Regions from separate parts of the Mus musculus genome. Here regions 2, 3, 4 and 5 are each linked to region 1. The links are chromatin contacts, called in public HiChIP or PLAC-seq maps. All regions are on one chromosome and are shown on one strand. Each heading gives the region's core, a stretch centred on a gene start, on an enhancer-like site or on the middle of the called end of the contact. The rest is flanking DNA. Distances are from core to core; before and after follow the strand shown. Region 1 holds the start of Vdac1 (voltage-dependent anion channel 1). Region 2 overlaps Cdkl3 (cyclin-dependent kinase-like 3). Region 3 overlaps Cdkl3 (cyclin-dependent kinase-like 3). Region 4 has its middle 20 kb from the start of Gm39822. Region 5 has its middle 6.1 kb from the start of Gm39820.

What was found. HiChIP or PLAC-seq counts read pairs in DNA pulled down with a chosen protein or histone mark.
Region 2: a contact with region 1 is called in an H3K4me3 HiChIP or PLAC-seq map of bone marrow-derived macrophages, with 5 times the contacts expected there. The contact joins the enhancer-like site here to the promoter of Vdac1 in region 1. A contact is called at or near these places in 1 of 39 promoter capture datasets (the C10 cell line), 1 of 15 datasets of contacts at CTCF or cohesin (the NIH/3T3 cell line), 4 of 484 Hi-C or Micro-C datasets (CD4 T cells, double positive thymocytes, erythroid progenitors and 1 more), 9 of 115 datasets of contacts at active chromatin or transcription factors (the SCID.adh cell line, acute myeloid leukemia, bone marrow-derived macrophages and 6 more) and 1 of 9 other capture datasets (liver).
Region 3: an H3K4me3 HiChIP or PLAC-seq map of bone marrow-derived macrophages shows a contact between it and region 1, with 2.6 times the contacts expected there. The contact joins the enhancer-like site here to the promoter of Vdac1 in region 1. A contact is called at or near these places in 1 of 39 promoter capture datasets (hippocampal neurons), 5 of 115 datasets of contacts at active chromatin or transcription factors (the 230-238 cell line, the SCID.adh cell line, bone marrow-derived macrophages and 1 more) and 2 of 9 other capture datasets (liver and pancreatic islet).
Region 4: an H3K27ac HiChIP or PLAC-seq map of extraembryonic endoderm stem cells shows a contact between it and region 1. The contact joins the enhancer-like site here to the promoter of Vdac1 in region 1. A contact is called at or near these places in 6 of 115 datasets of contacts at active chromatin or transcription factors (double positive thymocytes, extraembryonic endoderm stem cells, memory CD8 T cells and 3 more).
Region 5: a contact with region 1 is called in a FOXA1 HiChIP or PLAC-seq map of pancreatic cancer cells. The contact joins the enhancer-like site here to the promoter of Vdac1 in region 1. A contact is called at or near these places in 1 of 484 Hi-C or Micro-C datasets (Sertoli cells) and 10 of 115 datasets of contacts at active chromatin or transcription factors (T-cell acute lymphoblastic leukemia, acute myeloid leukemia, bone marrow-derived macrophages and 6 more).

Annotation. Positions count from the first base shown.
Region 1 is chr11:52,359,004-52,364,298 of GRCm38.p6, forward strand. Vdac1 (voltage-dependent anion channel 1) reads left to right here and starts at 1,848. Exons shown (of 9, transcript NM_011694.6): 1 at 1,848-2,149.
Region 2 is chr11:52,053,819-52,059,054 of GRCm38.p6, forward strand. All of the region lies in intron 13 of Cdkl3 (cyclin-dependent kinase-like 3), which reads left to right. Among named protein-coding and RNA genes, the nearest start is that of Ppp2ca, 42 kb to the right of the region's middle. Within about 2 kb of position 2,378, at least 10 of the 459 cell types and tissues checked have an H3K27ac peak or open chromatin away from gene starts, as enhancers often do. A contact at or near this core is called in acute myeloid leukemia and bone marrow-derived macrophages, where this site is marked.
Region 3 is chr11:52,028,105-52,033,257 of GRCm38.p6, forward strand. It overlaps Cdkl3 (cyclin-dependent kinase-like 3), which reads left to right. Exons shown (of 14, transcript NM_001166654.1): 10 at 1,738-1,831; 11 at 4,258-4,420. Among named protein-coding and RNA genes, the nearest start is that of Cdkl3, 26 kb to the left of the region's middle. Within about 2 kb of position 1,432, at least 7 of the 459 cell types and tissues checked have an H3K27ac peak or open chromatin away from gene starts, as enhancers often do. A contact at or near this core is called in bone marrow-derived macrophages, where this site is marked.
Region 4 is chr11:51,914,643-51,920,359 of GRCm38.p6, forward strand. No RefSeq gene overlaps it. Among named protein-coding and RNA genes, the nearest start is that of Gm39822, 20 kb to the left of the region's middle. Within about 2 kb of position 1,584, at least 316 of the 459 cell types and tissues checked have an H3K27ac peak or open chromatin away from gene starts, as enhancers often do. A contact at or near this core is called in extraembryonic endoderm stem cells, memory CD8 T cells, pancreatic cancer cells and 2 more, where this site is marked.
Region 5 is chr11:51,873,140-51,878,770 of GRCm38.p6, forward strand. No RefSeq gene overlaps it. Among named protein-coding and RNA genes, the nearest start is that of Gm39820, 6.1 kb to the left of the region's middle. Within about 2 kb of position 1,307, at least 205 of the 459 cell types and tissues checked have an H3K27ac peak or open chromatin away from gene starts, as enhancers often do. A contact at or near this core is called in T-cell acute lymphoblastic leukemia, acute myeloid leukemia, bone marrow-derived macrophages and 2 more, where this site is marked.

The sequences.
Region 1 (5,295 bases), core at 598-3,097:
TCAGGTTCAGTCCTCAGCACTAGAAAGTTAAAAACAAACAAACAAACAAACAAACAAAACCCAAAACATACATGGCTTGGGAAGTCCAGCTATCGGACTCACGAGGTCCCTCTAGTCAACAGTTGCTGGAGAGGGAACTCTTGAGCTGCTGATAAGTCATGCATTGGTCCAGGGATGCATGCAGGTTTGTTAGTTGGGGGCCTTTGGGGTGATCTTTTTAGTTACCTTGAGTTACCTTGTAAATAAATTAAACACTTTCCCTGGTTTGCCGACGTAGACTTTGGGTGGAATTCTTTAATCTGTCATCTGTGCCTTCTCTACCGCAAATAGCTGTCTGTCTCCCCAGCAAAAGTGACACAAGCCACTCGCTGAGTTTTAGGTAAGTGCCTTACCAGTCCTCTGCATCTCCATTCATTTTAAATTAAAACCAAGACTCCCAGGGCGCTGAACGGAGGTGGCGCACACCGCCTTTAATCCCAGCACTTGGGAGGCAGAGGCAGGCGGATTTCTGAGTTCGAGGCCGGCCTGGTCTACAGTGTTAGTTCCAGGACAGCCAAGGCTATACAGAGAAACCCTGTCTCGGGAAAAAACAAACAAACAAACAAACAAAAAACAAAAACAAAAAAAAAACCCAAAAAATAAAACAAAACAAAAAAAAAAACCAAGAAAGACTCTCAGGGCGAAGTTCCGAGAAGCCAGACTTTCTGCCCACCCACGACACACAGCCCTGGGCATCAGGGCTCTGGGTCAAGTGTTAAGATTCTTGGAGACAAATCTTGTGTCCCCAGGTCTTGTCCTTCCGACTCTGCCTCCCTGTACGCCCCTGTGACTCAGCAGCTTTCCCTGCCTGGCTTTAACTCCGGGAATGGGCTGGGTGTTTGTTGCCGGGTAGATAGAGCTGCAGACTTGGGAACAGGTTCTTTCTAATGCAAAGCAAGCCCTGTACCACGGAGCTATCTGTTTGCCCACATTCTATTTCGAAGGGCTTTCCCTCATAGTCTTAACTAGATATGGGCTTAGGCCCCCTTACATTCCCTCTCCTCGGCCTCTCTCTCTCTTGGTTCCCTTCCTTTAGCCCACGGAACAGCATTTTCAATCTAGAGTGGCTGCGGATGCCCAGCTGTCTTGTTCAGCTACAGCAGGTTGTGAGCAACCACCTGGCGTCTCCTCTACTGGACCCCAAATGCCTGAATTCTCCTCGGACGTCTGTTAGTAGAAGGCAAAGGGTGTGAAGTCTTCACTCACATGTGATTTCACAAACTCTCCAAACCTGATTTGGTTAGTCTTGGTGTGGCACGCTCAACAGGGCAGGAGGCCACGTGCTGAGACCAGGCTGGGAAAAAGTGTCCGCCCTCTCTACACTGCAGGAAAGCAGACATCCAGAACCCGCGTGACCTCACGTAGCGAGACTCCGCAGTCTCACAAACCCACTTTGTCTTTTTTAATTTCTTAAATGCTTGGGAAATGGCGGAAAGAGGCTTTGACACTAGGGAAGATTGCACGCAACTTTACAGTGCGGAGCCGGCTCTCGGGAGAGTTTAATTTGCAACTGACTCGCTGACGCACGCGGGCGTGTCGCAGGCTCCGGAAATCAAGGTTGGAGCAGAGGGGACAGTAGCCGCTCTGACCTATACAGCGCCACTTCCAGAGCCCAGTGTCCCCACTGGGCCTCCGAGTGACTTGCAGCCTCGGCGACTCCGGCGACACTATCCGCTGAGGTCCCTAGGCCACCGCTCTGTGTGCCGGAAGCTCCCCTCCCCCTCTTCCCAAATGCTTCCAGCAGCCTGGAGGCTGCAACAGTGACCCGCGTGTCCCCGCGCACGCACACACCTCACGCACGTCAGACCCACGCCTCCCTATCGCCCCGTGCCAGAGTGCACGCAGGCCTTTACGCGCGGCCACACATGATCACAGAGCCGCAGAGGGCGAGAGCGCGGCTCGCGAGTGGGAAGAAGACCCCGAGACTGGTCTGGGCGCTGTCCGGGGTGGAGCCGAGGGCGGAGCTTCGGGGTCCGGCGCGCAGAGCTGGGGCGTGTCCGCGCCGCCGCGATCTGCGCCGCTCCGCCCTCGGCCCGTTCGCTGCGCTCCCAGCCTCCTCGCCGCAACCCCCGCCGTAGCTGCCGCTGCTCCCGCCGTCACCGCCTCCGAGGTAGGCGCAGCGGAGAGGGCCTGGGCTATGCCTGAGTCCCCAGGGCCTCGGGTCGCGCTCCTGGGAAGTCTCCAGGGAGGCGATCGAGGGAGGTTCGGGCGAGGGCGCTGGGCCTAAGCGCTTGGCCCCGGGAAGGGTGAACCAGGGACGATCATTGCGGGCCTGGAGGGGCAGCGGGCTTGTAGAGGAGGCCTGGAGGGCGGGCGCAGAGCGGATCTCCCAGATTCTAGCTCGAGCGTTCAGAGCACCTGCATTTGGAAGCCAGGGGCGGTTCGAACATGCGAGGAGCGGAAGGGCAAGGGCGGCCGCGTGGAGGCCCGGCGGGCCGCGGGTCTAGGTGACCTTCCCGGCGGCGCCCTCTGGCTCTAGATCCCGTCGGTGTGGATCTGGTAGAGACCCTCCCACGGCCCAAGCCCTTCCCCACCAGCTCCAAGGGCCTGTGCAGACCCAGCTTCCTCCGCCGAGAGGACGAACTCCAGGCACGGCCATGCCCTGGATCCCCCAGCCCCTACACGCCCTAGCCGGCCCACGCCCGGAGTAGGTGGCGCCGGGTCCCTCCCGCGCATGCCAGTGTCTTCCCGGGCGGAACGGGCTGCCCTGAGTGGACTTAGGCCGCAGGAACAGGGACCTGGGCCTGGACTGAGAGCGAGACCCCATAGGGAGCCATACGCTTGGCCTCCTTGGCCTCGGGGACGGAGTCCGTGTTCTGTGTCGCCAAATGCAACTGTGCATTCTGGAAACTGTTTTCAGGGCCTGACATCAGATTGGAGGCCCGCAACTCTACACGGTTTGTCCAAGGTCACACTGGTAGGAAGATTTAAAACTTCAATCTTCTCATCTGCGAAATAGGAGCAATTATATACACTTCACTGAGTTTGGGGGAAAGAATAAAATGATCCGATTAACACGAAGCCTTGGGGCATGCACAAGGACACCTTAGAAACCTTGACATTTGCCTAGGAGACCTAGGAGCTTTTGGGGAGGGTTGAACTCATCCTCCACAGACTTTTATTTTATTTTATTTTTTATTCCACATGGTGTACAGGAAGGGACTCCATGAATATACAGGCGTATTATTTTAATGCCATTATTACTAATGTCAGAAGCAAGCATTTGTGCAGCACCAGGTATTGAGTCATTGGAGAATAATTCACGAGACACTGTCAGTTTGCAGATTGACAGCTGTCAGGCTGGAGCACTAAATCTGACTGCAGACCCAGAATGCAGGAAGAGTGTGGGCTTAGCTCAGGTGTGTGCTGTCCAAAACTTCTCTTTCCTTGACCAGAGATATGGGTGAGGGGCTTAACTCCGGCTTGTTTACTAGCAAGCCAGGCATAACTGCGGAGGGCCTGCCTGCTTTTCTCGGGACTGACAAAACTGAAGGGCCAAACTCAGGCTTGTCTTCAGGGACTTGGGTGGGACCACTTGGCACACATTAGGTGGTTAAGAAAGGTCTGTGGGGTAAATTCATTTTTAAAAAATGTCTATTTAATGTGTGCATGCTTGTGCCTATGTGAGTTTATGTACATACATGCAGGTGTGAGATGCCTCATGTGGGTCTGGGAATCGAACCTGGGTCTTCTGCAAAAGCAGTAAGCACTTTTTTGTTTGTTTTGTTTTTGTTTTGTTTTGTTTTTTTGAGACAGGGCTTCTCTGTATAGCCCTGGCTGTCAGCAGTAAGCACTCTTTTTTTTTTTTTTTTTTTTTTTAAGATTTATTTATTATTTTATGTAAGTACACTGTAGCTGTCTTCAGACACTCCAGAAGAGGGCGTCAGATCTCATTATGGATGGCTATGAGCCACCATGTGGTTGCTGGGATTTGAATTCAGGACCTTCAGAAGAGCAGTCAGTGCTCTTAACCATTGAGCCATCTCTCCAGCCACAGCAGTAAGCACTTGTAACCCCTGAGCTCTCTCTCCATTTTTTTTTCTTTCATACCACTCTTAACTACCCAGGCATGGTAGGTGCACATTCAATCGTGGAATCTTAAAACAGCCATTAGATGACCTAGACAGCTCACTCACTTCTAGAAGCTATCCTGTCCTAGCCGAGTCATAGATGTCATAAGAGCTGTAATCGTACATACTCACCTACAGCAGTAGTCATGAGAGATGAGAAACAGCTCCTTTAGCATTCTACAACTTCCCAAGTCCTGGGGGAACTTGTCCAACTGGTGTTTCTGGGCTTAAAGCTAGAGAGTGATATGGGTAGATGGGATTCTGGCCAAAGCTGTGGGGCCTGTAGCTTCTTCCCTTTCTGACAGGTGTGGGGGTATGACAGCTCGAGTAAGGTGCCAGTCCCCACTTGTAGTAGCTCACAGCTGATTCGCTTTATTTCTGGTTTCTAGAATGAGGCTTTGGACAGGGGCTGTCTGGGGCCATGCGGTCCTCATGCTGGACCTGAGCCCCTAGGATTCCGGAAAGGTTGTACTGTCGTTGTAGCTTTGCGCTTTCCCCAGGTTCCTTCGGTACCTGAAAGGATGGCAGAGGCATGCTTAGCTAGACCTGGGTGTGGGTCTCCATCCCGCAGTTAAGTCACAGCATGTGAGCACTTTACCTAGGGCTGAGCTAGAAAAAGCTCCAGAGGGCAGCCTGGGCTCTCAGTTCTGATCTGACAAGAGCCACAGAGTCTAGCTCAGGTGAAATAGCTTTCTCGTGTCTTAGTTCCTCTGTTATAATGTGGTGGATTGATTGATTGATTGATTGATTGATTTTGGCTTCTGTTTTTAAAAAAATTAATTGTTTGGAGGTGGCTAGCACATGTGGAGGTCAGAGGTCAACTTCTGGTCTTCCTGTCTCCACTCAGGCCTTGGGATCACCTGGGTCTGCAGTAGAACTGTGACTGTCAGTGCTGGCCATTCTGGTGTTCTGCGGCCCTGCTGTGTATACTTGGTGCTTGGGCACCAGTCCTCCGCTAGTATCCCCACACTGCACTGCTGCTGTGTTCTGAGGAACCCATAGGTGTGAGTGCCTCTGCACAGCAGAAGTTACCAACTGGTTGGGAAAGGAGAGAGGTAGCTGCTGTGGGCCATCTGTAGTGGACGGTGCTCATAGAAATCATTTGCCCTGGGGTGAGATAGGAGGTGTCCTTCCGGGACCTGGCCAGACAGTATCCGGCTAAACAATACCTCTCTATGGGTGGGAA
Region 2 (5,236 bases), core at 1,128-3,627, 300 kb before region 1:
CACAAACTGGAGCTTACAAAGTATTTCATAAATGATGACTGAAGGGTGTTGTATTAGAGAGGAATTCTGTGTTGGGTGTGATCAAGAGGCCTGCGAAAGACTGAAAGGAGAAAGAGAAGATCCACAGAGACAGAGCTGACGCCCTCGGAATTCTGCTGGCCCTTGCCAAGGGACAAGTGACTGAAAGCTCTTTTGAAGATTTATGTGTGTGGGTCTGTGCATGCAGGTGTTATTGGAGGCCTGAAGAGGGTGTCAGACCCCCTCGTTCTGGAGTTACAGGTAGTTTTAAGCCATCCAACATGGGTGCTGGGAACTAAATTCAGGGTCCCTGCAAAGAGTAGCAGGCTTCCTTAAGTGTCAAATCATCTCTCCAGTTCCAGACTCAAAGGAGTTGAGGCCAAAGCCAGTGGCCTTGGAGTTTTATGGAATCTCAGCAGAACACCAAATAGCTGTACAGTGTTCGGGGTCGGGGTGGGAGGTGTAATTGTTAGAGTTGTAGAACTTCAGAGGCTCTGAATGCCCAGCACACCAGAGGAGGGAAAGCCCAGAACTCAGAAACACAGAATGGGGACATCTAGGTGGATGTATGCAAGGATGCTGATGCAGCAGCTCTTGGTTTCTGTGGGCTTTTGAAGGAGCCCAGTTTTCTTTGCTTCAGCAGTTGCCCTGACTTCTTACTGCTATGCTATGTCAAGGACTTAAGTTGAATCCAAGTGTAGCTCCAGTGAAAACATCCCAGACCTGATTGAGGAAAGAAGAAACAACAAAAGAATCCAGAGATGTAGCTTGCATGTGACAGGAGCCAGGGAAGGAAGAACCCTGGAACTAGTTGTTTAGGGTGTTTAGTCAGAGATGAGAATGTATGGCAAGATAAAGACAATTTGAGTTTTTAACACGTTTTCTCAGGATGTAGATGAGAAGGCAGACTTGCCACTGAGATGGCTCTAAGAAACTTGGAAAAGGATCTCAAATCTCAGGGAAAGGGGAAGGCCTGTACTGCATGTATAATGACAGAGGATGGCATAGCAACTCTGAGCAGACATGCTAGGAAAAATGCCCAAACAGAGAACTGTGCTCCACATGAGGCTACAGAAGACAGTACCCATCCAGCATGCCCACAAGGAAGCCCCGCTGAACAGTAGTGTAAGCTCTGAAAACCATGGCAACAGAGACTGATGCTTTCCCAGAGAACAACAACCAAGTCCTTCATGTGAGCCTCCTCTGTCCTGGGAGAACTCAGATTTCATACTCACAGTGATAATATAGAGCCTGTGTATAGCCGTGTCTACTGCACGTGAATTCTTGCCTGGGGGTTATAATTAATCCTTAGACATGGAATCATACACCTTACAACACTGAACCTCTTCACAGTGAAGGAGATGGGGATATGGGGAGTGGCTCCTGATCATGGGCTCTTCTGGTACTGTCACACAGAGTCCCATCCTAAGGCATCCAGCCTTGTGAGATGCTGGACCAGCCTTTGTACATCAGAGGAAATGCAAAGAATGATGGGCTATTCTGTGGGCTGTATACTAAGTCAGAGATCTTTTAGAGTACTTATCCAACAGGCAAGATACTTGAGTGTGGGAGTCAGGCATGGGACCAGAAGTAGTTCCAGTGACCATCGCTCCTAACATAGGGGCTCACACACCACTTAGAGTGTGTTGTGTTCCCATTCCTATAATCTTGAGCTTTGGAGACATGGAATTCCTCATCTCAAAAAAAAAAAAAAAAAAAAAAAAAGGGCATGCTCCTGTCAAGTCCTAGCAAGATTCCCAGTTAAAAGTTATAACTGCCAAGGCATTTCTTGTGTCCAGAGACTAGCAGACAGGAAGAAAGTCACCATTCTGACAGAATAAGAACAGGCTGCTGTAGTCAGCAGAACTGGGCAGGACTACGGTGTACCTTTTAATTTTTTCAAAGTCTACTTTTTAAAAAAAAAGATTTATTTATTTATTATATGTAAGTACACTGTAGCTGTCTTCAGACGCACCAGAAGAGGGCATCAGATCTCTGTTACAGGTGGTTGTGAGCCACCATGTGGTTGCTGGGATTTGAACTTCGGACCTTTGGAAGAGCAGTCGGGTGCTCTTACCCCCTGAGCCATCTCACCAGCCCCAAAGTCTACTTTTAATGATGGTTCTTAAGTGCTTTAACCTCCCTTTTAGCCCACCACCCACCAGAGGTGGTGGGAAAGAAAGGATATGGGGGAAGTGGACCTGTTTAGAAAGGTTCTTTGGAACAGCTCCTACAGGTCAGCAGCAGCAGCTCGATCCACTCACAAACACTTCAGGGATACATCAGCAGTCCAGTTCGGTAGAGTCAGGATAGCGAATATGAATCAGCAGTGGTGGCTCTACCCAGCAGAGACAGCCAGGCCTCAGCCTCAGCCTCAGCACGAATCAGCAGCATGAGGGACCCAGAATGCCAAGAGTTGTACTCAGCTGTGTCTCTCTCAGTGAAGCAGAGATCAGCAAAGACTCGAGACCTACAGCATTTCACAGCTTGCTCTATAAGCAAGCCTAGCTCAGCCTCTGTCACTATCAAGTTCTATTTATACTTCCTCCAAACGTCATGTGTCCTCCATGGGTCTTGCCTCAGCACTCGCCTTGCTTGCTTCAGTACATGTGTGTGTCTCAGCTGACATCACTCTGCCAATCAGCCCAAGTCCTTGAAATCGACAAGAAAAAAAATTAGATAATGGCACACCAAGAAGTTTTTTTGGTGCATTTCTTTCTATGGGATCCCAAGAAATGCAGCTCAACTCCAGTGTAAGGCCGACCAATACATGTTTGTCCTTAGCAAAGAACCCATCACATGTCCTTTCACGTGCTTGCTTTAGCAGAAGATCCTTTTCACCTGTGTCTGCTTCAGTGAAATGTTCCTTCACGAGTCTGTCTTAGGCCACTTAGGAAAACACTCCTTCATGTGCTTGCCCCAGCGAAACACCAGCCAGCACAATTGACCCTCCTTAGAACCCTTATGATTCCACTTCATTCCTGTGACATGAAGAGGACAGAGTGGTGTATGTGTGAACAAAAAGTAGCCATGTCAGTGTCTCTTGCTGTTACTTCACAGTTCCGTTAACTGAATGGACATACAAGGCAGCCTCCAACTGGGAAGATACTCTTGCCAAGAGGGTCAGGAGACTTGGAAACAGAGGTTTCTGCACCATCATATTTGCCCTGAGAGCTTGTAAAGACCCAGTTGTTAGTTCAGTGGACCATGAGACAGCTGGGGTCTGAGCTGCTGGCCTGAGATCAGCTGTCTGTTTCCTGAATTCTCCCCAGGAAGAAAAAGTAATGGGAACCATGGAAATGACCCTCTCTCCAAATTTGGAGTAAATGTATTTTGGTGGATATTTGGGGGCCTCCAAAACGTACCTCTTAGACTTGGGGAGAAGTTGTTTCCTGATAGCCTCACTGTTGCACCCTGCAGTGCAATACTGAGTTTGCATTGAGGCCACACTTCCTGCATTCATCCCTGACTGGCTCCTCAGGAACCAGAAGGTTCTCCTCCTCCGGAGAACACAGGATGCTACTGGAGTCTTTCCCCTTTCACACAGGTCTGATCTGCATTGCAGCCGGCCTTCCAGCTGCCTCTGGCTCCTTTCTCACTCTTACTGCAGTTCCTTGGACAGATGTCTTCTGTGGCAAGTCCCCTTCTTGCCATATGGCTTTTTGTGCTGTCAAGCTGACAAACTATGCTGAGGGGAGGAATTTACAAAACCAAAGAATCAAAGACTATGCTTGTCTTGCATGCATGATACCCTGGTCTGACATCCCCCCGAATACCCCACAATCCAAATGGAGCTTTCTAAAGCCAAAAGAAATGATACATCTCCTTAAGACAAGTAGAAAATACTCAAATTAGATGATAAGGATCAAAATGAAATTAAACAAACAAAAAATAACAAAACGGGGAAAAGTGAAGTTGAGACAATATTAAGGGAACATGCTCTTGTACTCCAGAAGGAAGAGAAGGGGGAGAAGAAATAATAGCTGAGATATTTTTAAATGTGAGGAAAACTATAAGTCCTCTATCTGGAGATATTTAAATTGCTAGGAATTAGAGCATTAAGTCACAAGATATATAGATACTCACCAATGACCATGTCACTCTGAATGTGCCTGATCTCAGAAGATGAGCAGTATTGGCCCTCAGTGATACTTGGATAGGTGAAAGGGACGTGCCATCCACAAGGAGGCATGTGGTGAAGCACCAGGGCTTATGGGGGGTGGGGGTGGGGGGAGAGGCTGGTACATGGAGGGAAACCAGGCCAGACTGTTTACTGTGGCATCTTGGGAAAGAACAGGAGAGACAAGGTAAGAAGTTGTAAGGTGGGAGTTTGGTTTTGTTTAGATATTGCTATTGTTGTGCTGGTTGGGAACTCAGTACACAGCCCACATTGACCTTGAACTCATGTTCCTCCAGTGTCAGCCTCCTGAGTGTTGGGAATACCGAAGTGTGTTATTAGTTGGCTAGAATGGGCTGGCATGAGTCATGGTGGAGGTCTTGGGGTGAAGGGGCTCTCCTGCATTGTCTCCTGACTGATGCCGCTGTGGTTAGAGCAATGGGAAGTGCTCTGAGTGTATGGGGTTGGAGAAAATGTGCATGGAGGATGGGCTGTGGGTAAGTTGTGAATGGCACAATGGCAAGTGAGAGCTGTACTGTCTCTAGAATTGTCTCATGCCGGGGAGGGAGGCAGACAATAGTCCCTTGAGGATAGGAAGGGACCCGTGTGAAGAAGTCTATAACTCAGTATGATCACTGTGTTAGCTGGTTTTTATTTTCAGGAGGGATTCCCTAGATCAGATTGGCCTGTGGCTACATTTGTGAGAAGCTGTCTTGACTGTTGATTGATGTGGGGCCTAACTGACCGGTTATGGGTGGCACCATTCTTAGGCCATTGGACTTGGGCTAAGAAAGCTGAATGTGAACAAGCCAGTAAGCTGCCTTCCTCCACAGTTCCTGCTCCAGGCTCCTGCCCTTGGGTTCCTGCACTGACTTCCCTAATGATGGGCTGTTGTCAAGAAGTATTAGCTGAAATAGATCCTTTCTTTCTCAAGGTGTGTTCTGTCATAGTGTTTATCACAGCTCAAAAAGCAAACTCAGAGAATTTACTCAATTCTTAAAGTGAGCAAAGGAATTTGCATGGGCTGAATTGTAACCCACCATGCCCATCTTTGTCAGTCTTACTTGTTGAAACCCTAACCCTACATGTGTACTAGTTTTG
Region 3 (5,153 bases), core at 182-2,681, 330 kb before region 1:
CTATTTGAAGAGAAAAGGGATGGTTTCACTTAAGTTTTTGGCATCCATGTGCCTTGGTGTGTTAGTCTACTTAGTATTGCTATGCCAATAACTGATACTGTATGGACATAGGCTGCTTCATAGCGTTGTCTGGCTCATGGTTATAGTGACTGGAGCATCCAGCAGCGTGATGCCACTGCTCTGGCAAGGGCTCCTTGGCTGTTTTACATCATAGCAAAGGAGGAGGCAAGAAACTGACCACATGTAGGAATAACGTGTGTGCCAGTACAGGAGAAAGATTTCAGGGAAGGTGCCAGGGTCCTTTATAAAGACACTCTTTTTTTTTTTTTTTTTTTTTTTTTTTGGTTTTTCGAGACAGGGTTTCTCTGTGTAGCCCTGGCTGTCCTGGAACTCACTCTGTAGACCAGGCTGGCCTCGAACTTAGAAATCCGCCTGCCTCTGCCTCCCAAGTGCTGGGATTAAAGGCATGGGTCACCACGCCCGGCCTAGAGAAATTATATTCTTTTTTTTTAAGATTTATTTATTATGTATATGTAAGTACACTGTAGCTGCCTTCAGACACTCTCATTATGGGTGGTTGTAAGCCACCATGTGGTTGCTGGGATTTGCACTCAGGACCTTCAGAAGAGCAGTCAGTGCTCTTAACCATCTGAGCCATCTCTCCCGCCCCAAGACCCTCTTTTATGGAGCATCCCTCAAGTGCAAGAATGCCTCCTAAGGAAAAGATCATCAATCCATCTTGAGATTTAGTCACCTCCTTTTTGAGAGTCCTCACCACTTGCAGGCTCCACCCCTCTCACCACAGCACACTGGGAACAAAATTCCAGTATTCGGACCATTGGAGGGCAAACTATATCTAACCATAGCACTCAGTACTGCAAAGATAGCTTTATTTCTGCCTCATAGCAGATTCTCTCAATGGAGAAAGAATAGTCCAGAATAAGGCCTTCATAGCAAATAGCCTTTCAGTTGTCAGGCTGTTGGTAGGAAAGCAGTGTCAGGCCAGTTGTAGGTTTAGAGCCTCTGCTGCAGATTGAGAGACTGATAGTGAGGTTGCTGGGGTTGGGGACTGGTGAGAGACAGTGTAGACATCAGGTCTTTTTGCAGACTTACACTAGAAGGTACCAATGGCCCAACCAGAGGCCGGCAGACTGACTTAGGCTATGGGCTGTGAGGATGAGCAGTCTGTCTGGATCAGCCAGTGGACTTGTCTGTAAGTCCAAAGGCACATTGGACCACAGGTTGCAGTAACCTAAGTGTTCTTGAGGTGATCTCTGAGATGCACTGCCAGTAAACCATGGTTGTAAGCCAGTCTCAGACAAGTCTAAAAATGCAGAACTCCAGAAGTTAAATGGTCCGAGTTTAGAATAGGTACAGGGAACAAATGGGCCCCAAGAGTCATTTCCTGACGTCTTCACCAGCAGTTAGTCACGCAATGCTTGTCCTGGTCTAGAGTTCTCAGAACTTCAGACTCAAAAGTGTTTTCTGAGACTCAGTGTTCTAATAGTATCGAGGCTAGCCTGGTCTACAAAGTGAGCTTCAGGACAGCTAGGGCTACACAGAGAAACCCTGTCTCTAAATAAATAAATAAATATCCTCAGCCAGCCACTTGAGTGCCAATGTTCTTGGTGTTTATAGCCTGGCCCACTGTATATAACTTACTTACTTGTTCTTAACACTAACAGAAGGACAATTCTGGGAGGTTCTAATCACTTCTCATTTATTTTTAATTAATAGGTTAACTGAAAGAACAAAAAAGAGACGCACTTCTTCACAAACTATTGGACAGACTTTGTCTAATAGCAGACAAGAGGACACAGGTCCCACACAAGTAAGACAAGATACTAGTATTAAAATACGAACTTTGGGCTGGGGAAATGTCTCGGTGTGTAAAGTGCTAGGCGAGCAAGCACAAGGCTTGGAATCTGGATCCACAACACCTTGTGAAAACCTGGGCACGGCAGTCCATGCCTGTGAGCCCAATGCTGAGGAGTCAGAGAGGAGGGTCCTGTAGTCCATGCCTGTGAGCCCAACACTGGGGAGTCAGAGAGGAGGGTCCTGTAGTCCATGCCTGTGAGCCCAACACTGGGGAGTCAGAGAGGAGGGTCCTGTAGGCCATGCCTGTGAGCCCAACACTGGGGAGTCAGAGAGGAGGGTCCTGTAGTCCATGCCTGTGAGCCCAACACTGGGGAGTCAGAGAGGAGGGTCCTGTAGGCCATGCCTGTGAGCCCAACACTGGGGAGTCAGAGAGGAGGGTCCTGTAGTCCATGCCTGTGAGCCCAATGCTGAGGAGTCAGAGAGGAGGGTCCTGTAGGCCATGCCTGTGAGCCCAACACTGGGGAGTCAGAGAGGAGGGTCCTGTAGGCCATGCCTGTGAGCCCAACGCTGGGGAGTCAGAGAGGAGGGTCCTGTAGGCCATGCCTGTGAGCCCAACACTGGGGAGTCAGAGAGGAGGGTCCTGTAGGCCATGCCTGTGAGTCCAATGCTGATGAGTCAGAGAGGAGGGTCCTGTAGGCCATGCCTGTGAGCCCAACGCTGGGGAGTCAGAGAGGAGGGTCCTGTAGTCCATGCCTGTGAGCCCAACGCTGGGGAGTCAGAGAGGAGGGTCCTGTAGTCCATGCCTGTGAGCCCAACGCTGGGGAGTCAGAGAGGAGGGTCCTGTAGTCCATGCCTGTGAGCCCAACACTGGGGAGTCAGAGAGGAGGGTCCTGTAGTCCATGCCTGTGAGCCCAACACTGGGGAGTCAGAGAGGAGGGTCCTGTAGGCCATGCCTGTGAGCCCAACACTGGGGAGTCAGAGAGGAGGGTCCTGTAGGCCATGCCTGTGAGCCCAACACTGGGGAGTCAGAGAGGAGGGTCCTGTAGGCCATGCCTGTGAGCCCAACGCTGGGGAGTCAGAGAGGAGGGTCCTGTAGTCCATGCCTGTGAGCCCAATGCTGAGGAGTCAGAGAGGAGGGTCCAATCCAGCCAAATCAATGAGCTCCCGGTAGATTGAGAAACCTTGTCTTCAAAAATAAGGTCAGAGCTATCCAGAAAGACATCCACTGTAACCTCTGGATTCCATAAGCTTGTGCATGTACACCCTCACACACATGTACACATGTCAGAGCATGAACACACAAACATGCAATGAATACGTTAATAAAATATGGCCTCTTTAAACATCTATCTTTTTTTCTGTAAGTTCTCACATTAAAAAAAAAATCCCTTTCAGGGCTGGAGAGATGGCTCAGCAGTTAAGAGCATGGGCAGCTCTTGCAGAGGACCTGAGTTCAGTTCCCAGCACCCACATGGCAGCTCACAGCTGTCTGTAACCCCAGTTCTAGAGGATCTGGATCTCACACAGACATACATGCAGGCAAAACACCAATGTATGCAAAATAAATCTTTGAAAAACATTCTCTCCCTCCTATCCTTTCTCCCATTTTTCCCTTCTTTCTTACCTGTGTTGGAACTAGTCCAAGATTTTGCAGGGACCAAGCGAGCATTTTTCTTTTAGATGTATTTTATTTTATATGTGATTACCTACTGGTGCTCATGTAGACCAGAAGAGGGCATTGGTTCCCCTGGAACTAAGAGTTGTGCATGGCTGTGAGCCACCATGTGGGTGCTGAGAATTGAACCCTGGTCCTTTGCAAGAGCAATAACTGCTCTTAACCACTGAGCTGTATCTGTACCATCTTATTCTTTATCTTAAATTGTTTACTAAGGTATGGCTTCCATCTTTACAAATCACAAGACGTGCTTTTCTCTTTCAAAAATATTTTCCTGGATTTAGATAGAGTTTCTAGGTAGTTAATAGATGGAGTTTCCTTACTCTGGAAGTACTAGCCATATCTTTCTCTTTTTCGCCCATCATTTCTTTACATAGTACAATCAGTTTATAACATTCAAGGCACAGCATTATTTATAATAGCATAAAGTTGAAACATCCGGGTAGGGGTGCTGCACACATTTAATCCCAGCATGCAGGAGGCAGAGGCAGGAAGACCTCTCTCTGTTAGGTTGAGGTCAGCTTGGCCCACAGAAGTGAGTTCTAGGAACAATCAGGGTGGTTACGTAGAGAAACCCTATCTTTAACAACAACAACAACAAAGTCAAGATTGTGGTTTTCTAAATCAAGAACAGTAAATGGACTAAAAACCTCACTTGGAAAATGTCCCTGGGAGTCTGGCTGCTTCAGTGTTAGTATTGCTCTGGTCTGCTGATTTGTGTGTCACCCACAGTTCTTCTTACTAACTGGTACTTGTTTGTCTAGGTCCAAACAGAGAAAGGTGCATTTAATGAGCGAACAGGTCAGAATGACCAAATATCGAGTGGGAACAAAAGAAAGCTGAATTTTCCCAAATGCGACAGGAAAGAATTCCATTTCCCTGAACTGCCATTCACAGTGCAGGCGAAGGAGATGAAAGGGATGGAAGGTATGTAGATGCTCGCTAAGGGGTGGGGCTGTTTGTGAGGACACTTACCGGGAGATCTTTGTAGAAGTAACCAGTTGCTTTGAAAAAGTAGGCGAAATAAAGAGTCAGACTTGTTTTGTTTTGTTTTGTTTAGGCAGGGTCTGTGTGTTTCCGGCTGTCCTGGAGCTCACTATATAAACCAGGCTGGCCTGAACTCTCAGATATCTGCCTGCTTCCTCCTTCAGAGTGAGTGCTGGGACTAAAGGTCTACTGTGCCCAACAAGGGTCAGACTTAATAATGATAATTGTAAAGAAAGGTAAAGACAACCAGAAATGGTAAATGTTCTGTTAGCTTAATGTTGAGATGTTGGAGCAGAATTTGAGGAAGACAAACTTACATAACGTTCCATACATAATGTGGGGAAAGCGCTTTTCTGCTCAGTTCCCGGAAGTGTTATAGATGATTTGGGCATGCAGGGATTTCATAGATTTTTTTTCTAAATGTAGAATTTATCATAACTTTATTATATCTTAAGGGCTAGTGAGATGGCTTAGCAGGTAAAGGCACTTGATGCCTTGATGGCCTGAGTTTGATCATGGGATTTACATTGTAGAAGGAGAGGACTGGCCCCATACCAGTAAACAAATAAATAATAAAGATACTGAAATAAAATTAAGCAAATACTTAAAAATAAAATTTATTGTTGTGAGCAAAAGTTTTTTCCTTTCCTTGGAAAACAGACACCTTATAAAA
Region 4 (5,717 bases), core at 334-2,833, 440 kb before region 1:
TTACATTTTACAGTCCACCATCAAAGAAAACCAAGATAGGAACTTGGAGAAAGCAACAGAAGCAGAGATCATCGAGGTCTGCTGCTTAGTAGTTGCTTCCCACCTGGCTCGCTCAGCTACTTTTCTTATATAAAACATAGGCCCACCTGCATAGGGATGACACCGCCCACAGTGGGCTGGGCCCTTCCACATTAATTAGTAATCATGAAAATGCTCCACAGGCATGTCCATAGGCCATTCTGATGGAGGCTATTCCTCAATTGAGAATCCCTTTTCCCACAAAAGTGCAGGTTGTCTTAAGGTAACAAAAACAAACTCGAAAAAGGGTCTTCTACATTCAATTCTCTCCTAGAGGACAAAGAGGTTAAAGACTCTGAGAAAGTCAGTAGTAAATGGCCTGTTGGTGTGGGTCATTAGTTTTGTTTTAATTTTATTCATTTATTTATTTTAAGATACTCTCACTGGGTTTCCCTGGCTGGACTGAAACCCTCTATGTAGTCCAGGCTGTCCTTGAACTCACAGAGATTTATTTGCCCCTGCCTCCCATATCATTCTCTGACTAGTTTTGTTTTTGAGACAGAATCAATAGCTAGTGCTGGCCTCAAACTCCCCACATAGTAGGATATAGCTCAGTAATAGGTTTGAACTTCTGACCCTGAGCCTCTGCCTCCCAGATGTTGAGATTGCTGGCTTGAGTCACTGTGCCCATTTTATGCACTGCTGGAATTGAACCCAGGTTCTCCTGCCTTAAGTGTCCTAACAACTGAGGTACATCCCCAGCTATAGATCATTTATCTGTAGAATCCCCTAGCAGTCATCCTCACTGTAAAGTCCTGGGGTTACCCCTGGAGACTTTGGTCACCCTCCCTTCTCCTCCCCCTGAGGGTAGGGTGGGCGTGGGTGGGTGGTGGACAGACACTCCTGTCCTCATTTGAGGATATAAGTTGTCCTGCCCACTGCGGCCTCCACCTGCTGGGGGTACTGAGATCTTTAAATAACCACCAGGGACTCCCCCCTTCTCACACTGTAGCTTGAGTCACCCCAAAAGCTTTCCTTTCCCCCAACATCCCTCTCCAGGGCTTCCTCTCCCATCTGAGTTGCCTCTCTGAGGTCATGGGCACCGCAGACCACATTTGGCAAGAACCTACAGGGAGTGGGACCGCTTCTTGAAGAGCTCTCTCAGAACTGGTGACCCATTGGTCAGCTTCTCTAGCTAGGACTCTACCTCGAACAGAGGAAAGAAACAGGAGACTGAAGGTGGGGACGGGGGTGTGGCGACAACCCAGCACTGGCGTCTGGGAAAAACGAAGAACCTAAGCTGCCTGGATCCCTGAACTTTTTACTCTGTAAATGACAGATGAATGACGTTTCTTATGGAGAAGCCCCTCCCATCTCACCTCCCGCGGTGCTCAATCCCATTCCCCAGAAGGGAACTGGCTATTTCCCAAAACTCAGACACATCCTGGCTGGAGCTGGCTGTGGGCCTGGCACCCCCGGGCAGCTGGGCAGGGCGGGGTGTCCTGGAGAGCCACGGATGGGCCTCACACCCAGGCTGGGCCAGGACACCCAGTCCTTGGCTGAGGCCCAAACCGGCTCTGTTTACAGAATCTGTCAGCCTGGTTCCCCTCCCCCATCCACCACTTCCCCTGGAGTCCTGGGGGCTGGGAGAGGACAGGCGGGGCCAGTGGGAGCCCTAGCCGCCGGCCTCCCCATGAAGGCTCTGATATTCATCTGTTCCTAGCATCCTTTCTTCTGGCGTCCTTCTCTAAGCCTGGAGCAGCACTTCCAACTCTGAGGCAGGTGCATTTCAAGGGGGTTCGGTAGAGACAGAGCTTGCCCCCGAGGGAAGCTGAGATAAGAGGTGCAGAGATAGGCTCGGTGCCCAGCGGTGCCAGGGAGATTCCCAAGGGCTTCCTGGAATTCTCTCTAGACAGAGGAGAATGAGGCTTTCTGCTTCCTCCACACCCCAAACCCGTGGGCCCCTCGGAGCATTTCCAGAATTCCTGGAGGCACCTAGAGCAAAGTGGATTAGCCTGGAGGGTAGATTCGGGACTTTCAGGTCTACGAAGTCCAGTGACGAGGATACCAGGCGAGCCTACATGGTGACTCAGCTCCCGCCAGCAGCAAGGAAGCTCTGCGTCGGAGAGCACCGGGTTGGGGGGGTGGGGGTGGGGATGGGAGGTTGTCTGGACGCCCCGCCCCCTCTGCTCCGGGAAGGCCAGCCCACCACGCCCAGCTTCTCAAACGAACAGCAATTCCCAAGGGTTTTCTTCCTTCTGTGTGAAGTTACTGACAAAAGGCTGGTACTTGCGGAGAACTCTCTGTGATAACTTACCTTCCTTTAGAGATAAGGAAACTGAGGCACAGAGAGTCCAAACTACTGAGTGGCTGGACTGTAGTTTCGAAGCAAAACATCTTTGTCCCAAGTGACACTATGCTAGGTGATAGGGGGTGACCCCCAATGTTATCTTCCTAAAACAGGAACCTGGAGATGCCCGGGGCCTAGGGGCTAACTCTGTTTAAAAATGTGTTATTTTTGACCAGGGTGGTGGCGCTCGCCTTTTATTCCAGCTTTCGGGAAGCAGAGGCAGGTTGATCTCTGAGTTTTAGGCCAGTCTGGTCTACAGGGCAAGTCCCAGGATAATCAGAGCAACATTGAGAAACTCCCTCTCTCTCTCTTTCTCTCTCTCTCTCTCTCTCTCTCTCTCTCTCTCTCTCTCTCTAAAAAAAAAAATCAAAGCTGCAGGAGTGCTTTCTCTAGTCCATTTGCTGACAGCCTGCCTTGGTGTCAGAAGTGCCCCATTCTTGAGTTTCCTCATAGCCTTCTCTATGTTTACAGATTAATCTTTGAGACCTAAGATCTTCTTGTTCAGCAATAGGCCCAGACCCTTAGCTCTTACAGGGGCGGGGTCAAGACTAGGGCAGTGCCACAGAAAGGTAGTGTTAGTCTAGACCTTTCATCCCAGCGCTCTGTAGGTAGAAGCAGGTGAGTATTAGGCTAGCCTGGTCTACATAGTGAGGGGGGAGAGAGAGAGGGTCAGAGAAAGAGACAGAGAAAGAGAAAGACACACAGAGAGACAAGAGAGAGAGACACAGAGAAAGACACACACACACACACACACACAGAGACACAGAGAGAGACAGAGAGAGAGAGAGAGAGAGACTAATTTCCAAATGTTCAAAAAGCAAAATCCAGTGGAGTAGCAGGGCATGGTGGCACACACCTTTAATTCTAGCACTTGGAGGCTGAGGCAGGCAGATCTTTGTGAGTTCAAGGCCAGCCTGGTCTACATAGAGAACTCCAGGCCAACTGAAGCTACACAGTAAGACCCTGTTTTAAAACAAAACAAACAACAAACCACACAAAAGGCACCAATGGGATGAACAGTGTCCCAGGGAAGAAGTGACTCAGAGGGCAGAGAGGAGATGCCCTCTCAGGCCCAGCCCCCTGTGCTATCAGCCAAGCAGTGTCTGCTTGAAAGTGAAGGCTGGTTCTGACAGCTGCAGAGATGGAAACTTTCCCAGACTCTCCCACTTCCATCCCCTTTGACCCCTTTCTGCTAAGCCCTGTGATCTTAATGTCTAGAGACCCACAGGATAGGCGGAAAGAGAGCCACTCCTCATCTCTGCCATGCATCCCTGCCTCAGTGTGTCCCTTGGTCTCAGTGACCCGTATTTGCAGATCTGAGAGGCTCTGAGTCATGGGAAACTCTGAGGAGGGGAGGGAAAAGGAAATGGTGAGATGGGACCCTACTCTGTGGTGGAGACGGTTTGACCTGGCCCTGTCTAAGATAAAAGGACCTCTCAGAAAATCATGACCTTAGGCAAAAATCACTTTAATCTCCCAGGGCCTCTGCAAAATGAGAGAATTCCAATACCAGACATCCTTCCAGGAAAGGCTGATGGTTGTAGCACTGAGTGACTCTTCTGACCAAGCATATGAGGGTGGGTGCCCTCCAGCTGGCCCAGCTTTGTAGGCAAACTGTCTTCTTCTCAGTTGATTCTGGAAGAAGTCAGTCCCCAAGACCAGGAAGAGGAGAGAAGAGAGCAGGGAATTTGAGCAGGGAGTCCATGGGATGGGTTTCCTGTACTGGGAATGGCTCAGGAAACCTGTGTCCTAAAGACAGATGATGCTAAATCCAACTTCCTTGTGCCAGGCATGGCCCTGGGGCTTTCCAATGGGTGTCTCTGTAGGCCTGTTCTATGCAGATCACGGTTTAACCTCCAGGCTACACTCACACACACACACACACACACACACACACACACACACACACACACACACCGACAGTTGTCTTGCAGGCTAGGGTAAGATGACCAGGTTCATTGTGAGGAAGGTCTCAGGGCATCATCCTTCCCTCCAATTTCAGCTGACGTCATAGGCCAGAGCAACTCTACCCAACAGGCTGGCGCTGGACCTTGTACAGAGAGACCAGCATCTGTAAGTGCTGGGATGGAGGCTCCAAATGGTAGAAGTCTTGAGAGTGCACTGTTGGAGGGACTTTGCATAGCAAAAGCAAATTGGAAGAATTTGGAATAGCCCCCACCCTTATTGTCAAGAAGGGATCTCAGACATGCTGTGACCTGGAGCCAGACCCAGTTCCATAAAGTTTTAGAGTTGGGAAACTGAGACTGCCCAAAGTGTTAGAAGATTCTAGAAGACCCAAAGGACTCCTCCAGTCCCTCATTGGCTACTTTGCTGTCAAAATGTGACCTTAGCCAACTCTGGATGGAGGTGACACATGTCTCTCCATTGTGGAATCTCAGTTCACAGAACTGATCAACTCATGGGAGTATAAGTTAGAAGCCTTGTCACCTGTCACCTCCTCTAATCCTTGTTGAGTCAGTCAGTCAGTCAATCAGTCAGTCTGTCTGTGTCTGTCTGTCTGTCTGTCTGTCTGCCTGCCTGCCTGTCTGTTGTCCATCCATCTATCATCATCATTATTATTTTGTACAGAATTGATGTGCCTCAGCCTGGCTTCAAACTCACTAATGGTTGAGAATGACCTTGTATTTCCAATCCTCCGGCCTCCACCTCCTCAGTGCTAAGACTTAAGTCATATGCCTGGTTTTTGCTGGGGACCAAAGCCAAGGTCCTGTGCATGCTAGACAGTGCTGGACTCTACCAGCTGAGCTGCAGCCCCAGCTCCTGTCATCGTCCTGTCGCTGGGCTTACAGGGACACACCACCTTTGTCTTTCTTTGGAAACAAATTGCTCCCGACTCCGGCGAATCATAATTCCCTCCGAAGAGCAATCTTGAGAATGTCAAGGGGAAATTATTGAATTATCCCAGTTGGCAGAGAAACCTAATTTATAGCAAAGCATTTCTCTTGAAGTTTTAATAGATTTTTTTTCCCTCCGATGGATTTTAATGCTCAATTGTTTCCCGGGCTTGGAAATTTCGTTTGAAGCACTAACATCACTTTGCAGTTCTTGATTTATTACCAGCTCCTGGCTTCTGAGTCTAATAGGAAACCCAACAGTCTATTTCCCTTAAACGTGAGAGAGGCCTTCAGCCTCTGATCAGCCTGTCTCTAGCTCATTAAGGCCAAGAGACCTGTCTGAACCCTCCCTTGGATCTGGGGGGAGTTTCCCTCCTTGAGAAGTTTGGTGGAATTGAACCTCAAGACCATTTCTGTATAAGTGCCACTGGGCAGTGATACCCTTAGTGGTCATGTACCCGGCTAACCTACTAGTGATATCCTTATTGGTCATT
Region 5 (5,631 bases), core at 57-2,556, 490 kb before region 1:
CTCAACTGACCTTTTAAAGTCTGCTTATTAGATGACTGAAGGGTTGGAAGATATGTGTCAGATGAAGAGAAAGATGGAAGGGTGTGGTTGATGGTGGAGATGTGACAAAGGGGAGGGAGGTTTAAGCTGTGGCCTGTGATGAGCTGGTAGATCATGGTTACATCTGAATAGGTAGGGAGGATGTAAAGGGCATAGGAGAGAAACAACACCCACCCCATTGTCTTCAGTGTACTTCCCAGAATCTGGGATGATGTTCCGTTAGGAGACAAAAGAGATTCTGCAGAGATGAATAAAATACAGACATTGGCGTCGGGCAGTGGTGGCACGGGCCTTTAATCTCAGCACTTGGGAGGCAGAGGCAGGAGGATTTCTGAGTTCGAGGCCAGCCTAGTCTATAGAGTGAGTTCCAGGACAGCCAGGGCTATACAGAGAAACCCTGTCTCAAGAAAAACCAAACAAACCAACCAAACAGACAAACAAAAACCCCCAAATACAAAACAAAACAAAACAAAACAAAACAAAACAAAACAAAACCAGACATTGGGCCTAGAGATGGCTCAGCAGTTAAGACCATTACTCCTCTCGCAGAGGACCCAAGTTCAGTTCCCAGTGTCCATCTTGGATGTTTCATGACTGACTTTAATTCCAGCTCCCAGGGATCTGGCACCCTCTTCTGACTTCTGCAGGGACCCCCCCCCCCCCATGCCCTTGTGCATCCCCTCCCCCATATACACATACATAAGAAAGAAAAATAACTCTTAAAAAGTTAAGGAGCTTAGTTAGGCTGGGCAGTGGTAGTGGCTCAGGCTTTTAACCCTTGTACTCGGGAGGCAGAGGCAGGAGGATCTCTGTGAGTTCACAGGCCAGTTTGGTCTACAGAGTGAGTTCCAAGACAGCCAGGGCTACACAGAGAAACCCTGTCTTGGGGCAAAAAAAAAAAAAAAGAAAAAAAAAAAGAAAAAAAAAAAAAAAGAAGGAGCTTGTGATGGGCCATGGCTCTGGATTATCCAGGTGAGTCCTCCTATGTCTGTCCTGACCAGATCCTTGGGGGCTGGAGTCACAGACAGATGTAACACGGCCTTTGCTGTGTTCTTCTCAGGTCTCCGTTGTGTCAAGCGCATTCCCACCTCAGGAACTTTGAACTTGCTGTTTCCTCTGCCTGCTCTTTTCATCACTCAGATCTCGGTCCAAATGAGAGCCGGCTCTCTGTTTCCAGATTTTTGTCCTGGAGCTCTGAGTACACTCTGTTCTGGTAGGGCTGGGTTGGGGCAACAGGATGCAAGCTCCTAGCCTGAGCTGGCTGGCATCCTCCCCAGCCCAAGTCCCGCCCAAGATTGCGGGATGGAGCAGTGTGCATGAGTCATCCAGCCACAGACACAGTCCCCTTGTTGGAGGGACCTGAGTAGTTAGGTTGTGGCTAACTCCAAGAGCCAAGGGCTCAGTTGAAAGGGGAGGTTAGGAATTCCCCAAGTTCCTCAGAGTCACACAGGTCCAGGAGGGAACCCGGGAGTGGAAGAGCTGAGGATGGCTTGTGTAGATGGTGCCAGAAGCCCTCTGAAGAGACTGTTGTGTCCCTAACCCACGCTTGAGCAGGCTCTGCCCATGTAGATGGTGCTTACAGTGGACTCACAGGGCTCACTACCCACCTACTGTGGGGGTATTTATCCACCTACTGTGTGCTGAGTATCACTCACACATCTTACTGCAGGTCAGAGCCTGCCCTCCAAGGGCCTGCAGTCTCAATGAGACCAATATACCCACCAAGTCTACAGACTTACTGAGCAGGAGGGGCTCAGAGTTGGGGTGCATAGGGGAGGATGTGTGGGGCAGGTGGGGATGGTCAGTAAGAGAACCTGCCAAAGGGCAGGGTAGGGGTTCACTGCGGGAGGCAGAGGCAGCTTGGGTATGTTACCTTCATAAGGCAGATGCCATGAAGAACCAACAAAAGGAAGAGTTAGTCACAGAAATTTATTCTCTGGAATCTGGAAGCCAGAAATCAGTGTTGACAAGACCTCTTCCTTCTAATGCCTTCCTCAGGGGAGGGTGCTTCTGGCTCTTCCAGCTTCTGGTTGCTTCAAGCATTCTCTGGCCTGTGGCCACATCTCTGTGGTTTCTGCCTTCACCACCACACGCTGTCTCCTCTGTGCCTGCTTATGTGTCTCTGTGTCTTCACATGCTGTTTCCTCCTCCTCCTCCTCTTCTCCCTCCTCTTCTTCTGTGTATTACCCAAATCATCCTCCCTCATACTCAATTTTTCCATGCCTTTCTTTCTCCCCTCCTCATCTCTTCCTTCCCCTTTCTCTCACCTCATGCTCTCCTTTCTCTCTCTTCACCTCCTTACCCCTCCCCCTCCCCCTCCCCCAAAACTTCTTCCCCCCCCACCCCCCGCCCAGTGAACTGTATTTCATTTGTAACCCAGGCTAGCCTTGAACTTACTATGTATACTGTATAACCCAGGTTACCTTTAAACTTACAATTCTCCTGCCTCAGACTTCTGAGTGCTGGCATAACAGGTGCACTGTACCGCTACACTCAGCTTTCAATTTTCCTGTTTTTATAAAGATGCCAGTCATACTACATAGGGGCCCATCTACTCTAATGATCTAATTTAACTGTATTAAATTGGCTTCCACGTAGGGTCACCTTGCAGGTACCAGTGATTAGGACTTCAGTACATCCTCTTGTAGGGTGGGACACAATTGAGCAAGAGCAGTGAGCAAAGGCTCAGAAGGGACAGAGCTCAGGGCCAGATGTGTCCCAGGCTGGCCTCATACTGCCCATCCTCCGACCTCAGCCTTCTGGTACTCATTATCATATCTGGCTTGGCAACTAGGAATGGCCTCATAGGCCCATAGGAAGTGGCGCTGTTAGGAGGTGTGGCCTTGCTGGAGTGGGTGTGGCTTTGTTGAAGGACGTTTATCAGGAGGGGGTGGGCCCGTGAGGTCTCAGAAGCCAGACTTAGTTGGCTCACTTGCTCTTCCTGATGCCTGCCAATCCAGGTGTAGAACTCTTAGCTCCTTCTCTAGCACCATTTATGTCTGCCTGCAGGCTGCCATGCTTCCTACCATGACAATAATGGACTAAACCTCAGGAACTGTAAGCCAGAACCAATTAAATGATTTCCTTTATCAGAGTTGCTGTGATCATGGCGTCTCTTCCTTCACAGCAATAGAACGATACCTAAGACAGTTGGCAACCTGTCTTCTCAGGGAATCCTCAGACACTGACATCACTGTGTGGGTGCCACCTCTGGTGTAGGGCCCACCTCATGTACTGCCCAGGGCTCAGGTGGGGCGTCCTTCACACTGTTCCTTGCAGTCTCATAGAGTGCCATGTCCAGTCTGGCCTTAGAGCCTTGAATCTGGCCCCTCACCCAGATCCTAAACGCTTTTCTGCCAGACTTCCCACCTGGGCTTGGATGTCTTCGCCACAGGGTGCACACAGTAGCAAAGCTATCCGGACGCCACAACTCCTGACTGCTGGGTGGGCTTTTGTTTTCGGGACCCCACCAAGTCCCTCCCAGCATCTTCCTCCAGCCACTCAAAGACCCACAGGTTCCCCTCGGCCCTACCTAGACCAGGACTATGGTGGATTACAGGCCGGCTGAAAGACCCTTGGCCCAACCGTGTCCCTTACCTGCCTGTCAATGTCACCCCGAGAAGGCTTAGGCCCCGGGAATAGCTGGGTATTTCCCCTTCAGGAGCCTGTCAGGCTGTTGGGAGCAGGTCCTAGGCCTAAAGGAGAACGGTCGCTGGAGCTGGGAATGGGCTCTTCTGTGGGGCTTACCCACATCAGCAGCCTTTGAGGTGAGGGAAACCAGGCAGCCCTGGCTGGCAGCTGAAGAGGTCTCAGGCCTCCTCGTGTATGCCTGAAGCTTTAGGGCTCTCCCTCCCTCCGGCCTCTTTCCTCATCCTGGCTAGCACATAGCCCTAGGCATACGCCCAGCCTCTGGCTGTTAGTGGCCTTTGGACTAGGGAAGTTGCAGCTCCTGGGGCCCCATGCCAGGCTGGCACTCATGGCAATCAGGGAGAGGCTCAAACTGTAACTCTGTAGCACCCACAGGGCCTTCAACCAGCCAGTACTGTTCCGCCTTTTCTTGCTGAGAGGTGGAGTTCTGAGCTGGACCTGGAGGACAACTGGGAAGGGAAGCATACAGGACAGACCTGGCTGCAGGCACCATGTGACCACTTACCCTCAGCCCTCCTGTGTGGTGCTATGGAGTTTGACCTCTGGGTGGATGGAGGCCCTAGCTACTCCTGCATCCTTGGGGCAGAAGAGAGTGAGGTGTGCTCATCACCAGATGCCCCAGGGGCCCAAAGACTCATTTAGGTGGGTGAGCCAGCCATGTGTAATACAGAACTATTTCAGGTCTCTGAACCGCTAGTCTGTCTAGTCTGGGGTTGCCCAAAATAGCCAGTTAATGGAAGCCAGTGTCTGCAGGAATGGTTAGGGTCCCAAGGCTCCTGTTGTCCAGTTCACTTCCAAGTGGGATGTTAGAGGTTAGCCTGAGCCCCTGCTCCTCACTTCTTCCCCTTCTCTCATCCTGGGCATGGCTTGCTCTGCCACCTAGAAATCCCGAGGGGATGCTGGGACTCCTCCCCTAACAAGCTTCAAGACAGTAACCATGTAGCTGCCACAAGCAAAATGCTCCTTAGATAAATGGCTTTGTGGGAAACTTCACGGTGCCTAGGAGAGAAAGGGCTTTGAACCTGCTGCTCAGGTGGAGGAGCCATCTCTGTACCAGGCATGAGCCCGTGCAGGAGGTCAGGTTGAGACAGCTGGGTTGACTTCTTTCTCCAGGATCATCCTTCATGCCCTTCTCCTAAGGAGCACTGTGATGTAGGGCCGTTTACTTTACCACACAATGCCCAGAGTGTTATGTTTTATAACAAGATGAGGAGCGAAGGAATATTTTTGGTGGAGGTGCAGTCAGGTGTGGGGGAGCGGGGTACCCCTGAGGGCCCATGCTCAGGCAGCCCTTCCCCCTGAGGGACCAGCCACAGGATGGTATAGTATAGAATAGGATAGAGTTTATTCAGGACAAGGGGAGGAGAGTTAAGAGGCTAGTAGAGACAGAGAAAGGCAGAGAGAGAGAGAGAGAGAGAGAGAGAGAGAGAGAGGAGTAGAGGCCAGCCATGAGCATGTGGAGAGGGGGGGAAAGGGGTGGGGAGAGAGGGGGAGCAGGACTAGAGGTCAGAGGGAGAGCAAGAAGGCAAGGAGGGGCAAGCAGCCCTTTTTATAGTGAGTCAGGCATACCTGGCTATTGCCAGGTAACTGTGGGGCGGAGCTTAGACAAAATGCTAACACAGAGGGACATCTTGAACCAGGCCTGGCTTCCTAGGCCTTGAATTCAACTACTCAGTGTCAATCTCAGCTGGGTTTGGACGTCCCCCAACAAGCACGGAGTGGCCCTGGTAGCCCCCTTCACGGGCTTGGGCCTCTACTAAGGGTGATAAATCCTGCTGTGTCTCCACCATCTCCTCCCCTACACCCGGAGTTTGTGAGCCACCTTGAGGATGGCATCCCTGCTAGGAGGCGTGAGACATACAGGGACACCCAAAGCACACCCTTGGGAGAGCAGAGCCAGCTTCCTTGGCATTTTAGATAGATGGTCGTGCTCGCAGCAAGATC